2 separate regions of the Sus scrofa genome follow, and region 2 is linked to region 1. A link is a contact called in public Hi-C data. All regions are on one chromosome and are shown on one strand. Each heading gives the region's core, a stretch centred on a gene start, on an enhancer-like site or on the middle of the called end of the contact. The rest is flanking DNA. Distances are from core to core; before and after follow the strand shown. Region 1 holds the start of DDX31 (probable ATP-dependent RNA helicase DDX31). Region 2 overlaps AK8 (adenylate kinase 8).

What was found. Hi-C and Micro-C count contacts between places; a contact is called where the count stands out from the background.
Region 2: a contact with region 1 is called in a Hi-C map of skeletal muscle, with 2.3 times the contacts expected there. The contact joins the enhancer-like site here to the promoter of DDX31 in region 1. A contact is called at or near these places in 2 of 5 promoter capture datasets (fetal skeletal muscle and liver), 3 of 47 Hi-C or Micro-C datasets (fetal skeletal muscle, liver and skeletal muscle) and 1 of 2 datasets of contacts at active chromatin or transcription factors (skeletal muscle).

What each region holds. Positions count from the first base shown.
Region 1 is chr1:272,453,113-272,455,881 of Sscrofa11.1, forward strand. DDX31 (probable ATP-dependent RNA helicase DDX31) reads right to left here and starts at 1,283. Exons shown (of 20, transcript XM_003122262.5): 1 at 730-1,283. The coding sequence starts at 1,086. GTF3C4 (general transcription factor 3C polypeptide 4) reads left to right here and starts at 1,376. Exons shown (of 6, transcript XM_001929441.4): 1 at 1,376-1,556; 2 at 1,559-1,845. The coding sequence starts at 1,502.
Region 2 is chr1:272,556,121-272,558,897 of Sscrofa11.1, forward strand. All of the region lies in intron 10 of AK8 (adenylate kinase 8), which reads right to left. Among named protein-coding and RNA genes, the nearest start is that of AK8, 68 kb to the right of the region's middle. Within about 2 kb of position 1,306, at least 5 of the 83 cell types and tissues checked have an H3K27ac peak or open chromatin away from gene starts, as enhancers often do. A contact at or near this core is called in skeletal muscle, where this site is marked.

The DNA.
Region 1 (2,769 bases), core at 33-2,532:
AAAAGAACCAATTAAACTTTGGCATTTAATTTTTCAAAAGAATTAAGTGTTGCTTTTTCGAGAAAACACACATAAACACACTTTCCTTGCCTTCAAGCTGTAGCCGTCCTGGTTTTTATGACAACGTATGAATTTTCTGCTTCTCCTCTTTTCTAGGAGCCTAGTGAACCACCTTAAAAACCGATTTTCAGCTTTGGCTTGGGTTAAATGTAGGGCATCTTTCTCTCACCTAATGAGGTGACCACATTGACTAGGTGTATTTTCTCTTCCCTTCATTGCACGTGGGTGAAAATACATCCCATCTTGGAAAACTTCAAAAAACTCTCTAGTTTCCAGTTCTCATTCCGGAAACAAACGACCCTTAGAGTCGAGAAAACGGCGGCTAAGATAAGTTTAGAGACACGGCTGGTGAGTGACGGGGCTGGGGCTTCCGCCCAAGCGTCAGTCCCCAGTTTCTCTGGGAGGCAGCCTCAGGTCCCCGCCGCTACCTCCGACTAGCAGCCCGAGCCGGCCCCCACCCCTCCACACCCACTCCGTTCCCTCCGAGACCCCCTCTCCGCAGGATGGTGTCCGGGTCTCAGACCCGCGCTGCTCAGCGACTCCTCCAGAAGCTGCCCGACGCCTGGCTTTGCCCCCTGAACTTCGAACCCCGACCAAAAGGCAAGGCGGCAGCTCACGGCGCGCAGCGGCCCCGGGTGCGAACGAATCTGAAATCGGGGCAGAACTCACCTGCCTCGCCTGCGCCGGGCGGGGCCTGGAGAACGTCCTGGGGGCTGCGGCGCGGGGCTCGGGAACGTGGAGGAGCGCTCCACCGGCGGCTGCCATGCCGGCAGAAAGGCGCGTCTGGGTCTCTCGAACCGGCCCCGCCGCTCGGCTCGGCCCCACGTGGGACGCGCGCGAGGACCCCGCGTAGCTGCCCCGCAGGGTCCTGCGCCCGCGCCCCTTCCGGGTCCCGGAAGGTCTGCAAACGCACGGCCCGCGCCGCTCGGGGCTGGGGCCGCAGCGCGTGGGGGGCTGCCCCGCTTGAGCCCCTCGTGGCCTGGCCTGCGGCAGAGGTGCCAAGTCCCACTCGACCCCAGAGTTCATGCTTGTGCAGCTCTTTGAATTCCTCCAGAAGAAAAGGCGTGCCTGGTCTAACCAGCATTCCTTCCTTTGCCACCGGGTTACTCTTTCCCCAGCATTTAGTTGCCCCGGGAGGTCCCTAAAGGGGCCTGGGGCTCGATCACCCGGTGGGGATCCTCGCGGCTGCGTGCCCCTTGCCCACCCGCGGTCCAGCCCGCGGAGGAGGCGCGTTTTTTACAGGCAGCGCCTTGGCCACCTGGCAGGGCTGGGTCGCCTAGCAACGGCGGGGTCCTTCCTGGCTCGGCGGCGCTCCGGGCCTAAGGGGAAGAAAACCGCCGCGGAGGGCGCTGGGGGCCGGCGGCCGCGGTGCAAGAGGCGGCAACCGGACGGCGACGCGGAGTTGGCGCGCCCGGGGTCCGGCTTCAGCCTCTGAGGGGAGATGAATACGGCCGACAAGGCCCGGGTGGGGCCCGCGGCCGACCGGCCTGCGCCGCCGAGGAAGAAGAGGGCGAGGCGGGCGGGAAGGGGCCGGTGGCGGACCCGGCCCCCGGGCCCAGCGCCGCGTTCCGCCTCCTGGTGACTCGGCGGGAGCCGGCCGTGAGGCTGCAGTATGCGGTGAGCGGCCTGGAGCCGCTGGCGTGGTCCGAGGACCACCGCGTGTCGGTGTCCACCGCCCGTAGCATCGCTGTGCTGGAGCTCATCTGCGACGTGCACAACCCGGGCCAGGACCTGGTTATCCACCGCACCTCCGTGCCCGCGCCTCTCAACAGCTGCCTCCTCAAAGTAAGTCATCCCCGGGCCCCAGCCCTGGGATCTCCTCCTACTCCCCTCCCGCGGCCGCGTCACCGGTCCCTGGGGAATCCCGACCCACGCCTAGTCCCGGGATTCCCCTCCTTGCACCCAGCGCTTGGGGATAAGCCGCTAGGGTCATCGTAGCTTAAAACAACAAACAACAAATCTAGCCTTTTGTGCTCCGTTTCCCGGATCTCACACTTCCTCCTGACACAAATACACGTGTATTTCGGGAGCTCCCTCTCGGAGCCAGCTTCTTCCCTCACCCCTGCGTCGGGCCGGCTGCTAGTGTAGATTTTCTTTCCTTGGTCTTTTCTGAGGCTCCACCCCCTGTTGACCCAACCCCAGACCTGCCTCGACCGTCGCTCCTATTGTCTGGGGCTTGCTCCCCGAGGACCTCGGCTGGCTTTGTTTACTGTGATGTGCCCTCTCCCTGCGCCTCTTTGGCTTTGGAGGAGAAAAATTGGCTTGCTCCATCGTCTTACCTGTTTCAGTGACTTTATTATGAAATGGTCCTTGTTTCTCATCTTGGGCAGATGGATAAATAAATATGGATGTAGGGGTTAGTACTCCAGTTTTTCTTCAATAATTGAAATTTTTTCGGATGTGGCATGAAAAAATAAGGCCTCTGGAAATTCTTAAACTTCAGTGCAGTTTTAAACTTCAAGCCCAAGATCTCCGTGTAGATTTAGTGCTTTTGGCTTCATATTAACAAAGTTTGCCTTCAGAACTTCAGGGCTCCTGAAGTTTTATTGTTTTATCATCACCATTTTCAATTTTTTTTTTTTTTTTTTTTTTTTTTTTTTGTCTTTTTAGGACCGCATCCTGGGCATATGGAGGTTCCCAGGCTAGGGGTCGAATCAGAGCTGTAGCCACTGACTTACACCACAGCCTCCTCAGATCTTTGCTGCATCT
Region 2 (2,777 bases), core at 56-2,555, 100 kb after region 1:
GATCCTGGGGAAGTGGCTCAGACCCTCACACCAGGCCCTTAACCATTCTAGGTCTCAGTCAAGGTTGAGTATCGGTCACTGGGGCTCCCGGGGCTTCGGAAAGAGAGGGCTGCCAGGCCAGGGCGCCTCCCCTGCAGGGCGGGGCTGCACTCCTGCCTCGGAGGGTGGGAAACAAGGACGGACCCCTCCGGACGCAGCCTCCAGGGCCAGGGACCTTGCCGGCAGCGGCACGCAGGCCCCATCTCCTGTACCAGGTTTTCTGCTCTGCGCCTTGCAGGGCTGCTGCCTCGCCCACCCCCACCGCAGACCCACGGTTCCAGCCCCACGCGGTCTGACCAGCCGGTTCAGCAACTGCGCCGCCTTTGGGAACAGATCTCGCTGGCTGTGTTCTTCCAGAAGTTTCCGTCTCCTTGATAGTGCCGTCCTTCACCCTTCATCCTCCGCTCAGACAGCGACTTCCAGCCCGGTCGCAAGTCTCTCTCCATTGAGTCGGGTGCCTCGGGCCTGATTTCTGGGCTTGACAGTTAACATCTTACCCTGAGTAGAAGCTACCGCCAGCGGCTACCTCCCCGGAATGTCCTGCCAACCCTAAATTTAGCAAAGTGCAAACTATAAATATCCCATTATTTCATAAGGCCACACCGTATGGTTTCAGGTTTGGGTTTTTTTTTTTTCCTTCTGAAAAATCTTCCATCAAAGACAGCAGTTTTCACCCGGACTTCGAGGTTATTAAAATCTCAACCCATTTGCTCCCTGCCAGCCGGTGTGCTCGGCACAGGGGCTGACGGGGAGCCATGGTCATGGGCGAGAGGCTCCCAGGCCCCACAGGGATCCCACTGGGTCCCCCACTGACCCCACCCAGGACACGTGCCCCCGCCCTTGGTCCTGAAAGGGAGCCGTTTCTGCTCAGAGGCCCGGGCCCCAGGTCAAGCTCCCTGCTGCATGGCAGTCCCGCAGCGGGGACAGGAGATGGTACCAGCGTGAATCGGGCCACCGTGAGTAACTGGACAGGACTGTCCTCCCGGGCTGCAGGTCTGACATCCTCCGTCAAGTCCAGCCCAGAGAGCCGGCCAGCGGGCGTCAGGGAGGCCGGGGAGAGCAGTGCCGGCAGAGACGGGCCTCCGGAGACCGAACAGAAGGGACTCCCTCAGACCCCTTCCCGCCGCACCACGTGGCCGCCTGCTGTCCCCACGGCTGCATCCCCGCCAGCGCTCCTGCCCCAGGGCCCAGCTGGGGGAGGAAGGGCCTGAGGGCGCTGAGGCCACGGAGGCCGAGGGAGCTGCCCGCCCCCACCCCGGGCTAGGCCGGAAAGTGGAGGAAGGAAATAGCTCCCTCAGCTGGTGCTTAAGGGTAAAAAAGACCTGAGGTTGATTGACGCACCCAGGAAAAGCCACTTAACCCACCCACCACCCCGGGCAGATAAGAAAGCAGGGTCTCTCACCACACACCTGACACACACACACACACACACACACACTCAGGCACTCACCTATACCGCCTCTACGCATCCTGACAGGACACTTTACACACCCACACGCACACTCCACCTACCCCCGCTGCACACAACACAGCACAGATACACACACACACACACAGACACACAGACACGCACAGCCTGAACTGCCCCTGCAACGTCTTTCCCTCCTCGAGGCCCCATTTGAAATCCACTAAAGGGGACATGTGGCACCTGTCAGGTTCCTGGGAGACCCAGCACGCTCTCCTCTTCCCGAGTCCTAACGTCTCAGCACAGCCCCTGGGTCCCACGCCCTCCCGGGCCAGCCCAGTGGGGGAGTCTTGGAAAGAGCAGCGTTGTGGAGGAGGAAGAGGGGTGCTTTTGGTTTTGCTTGTTACTTCCATTTTATTTGCTTGAAAGAAATGGAGCTCCCCTGACCCTAGACCCCTTCCCCAGGTTGCTGGGGGCTTGGCCAGGGTACGGGTTGGGCTCTTTGGGGCCCAGACCGTCATCCAGTGAAAGCTAAACTCTGCAATTTCTGGGAGACTCTCCAGGTGATGTGACTCCTGGCAGCTGTGGCCCGCAAGCCCTCCTCGAAGCCGTACCCAGAGATCAGGAGTATCTTGGAAGGACCTGCAGCACCAGCAGGGTCAGCTCCCTGGGCCAGGTGTTAGTGATGCTGTTTGTTTGTTATTTACTGCCACCTGCTGGCCAGTCATGGATCCTGCGCCCCAAGTGAGCACTTAAAATGATAAACAGATTTCTAAAACCCACACAGGATGAGAACGAGGAGAAAGGAGACTCCGTCGCACTCCGCAATTCTTCGGCGGGGAGCAAGGTCGCCTCCTTTGTAACTCAAGTCACTTGCCCCAGTGACTGGTGACAAACTCAAGTCACCAGCCCCCATCTTGGCCGGCGGGTGCTTCCCAGACACAAGAGGGAATGGTGTCTTCTAAGACTTCTTTAGATCCCAAAGTCTATATCCTAACAACTCCATTGCTTAAGAGCAACATTTAAATCTGTTTGGCAGACAGTGGTGCCAGGAAATAACAATTTTTTAATACTGGCTCTTTTTCCAAGAAAAGTACATTAGGTCTGGGGCGTGTGCCACTCAGGAGGGTGTTCTGGGCTGCGTGTTCCTACGCTCCCTCTCCGTTACTTCCCATCACTCCCCTCTCTGCCTCGTCCACGTCCACGTCCACAGAGCCAAAGGCAAAGACTCAGTGCCCACGCCGCTGACCTGCTGCAGCCGGCAGGCAGCTCCCCAGCAGCAGGCCCCCTGGCTTGGCAGGCAAATGAGAAAAAAATGACCATTTAATAGCAG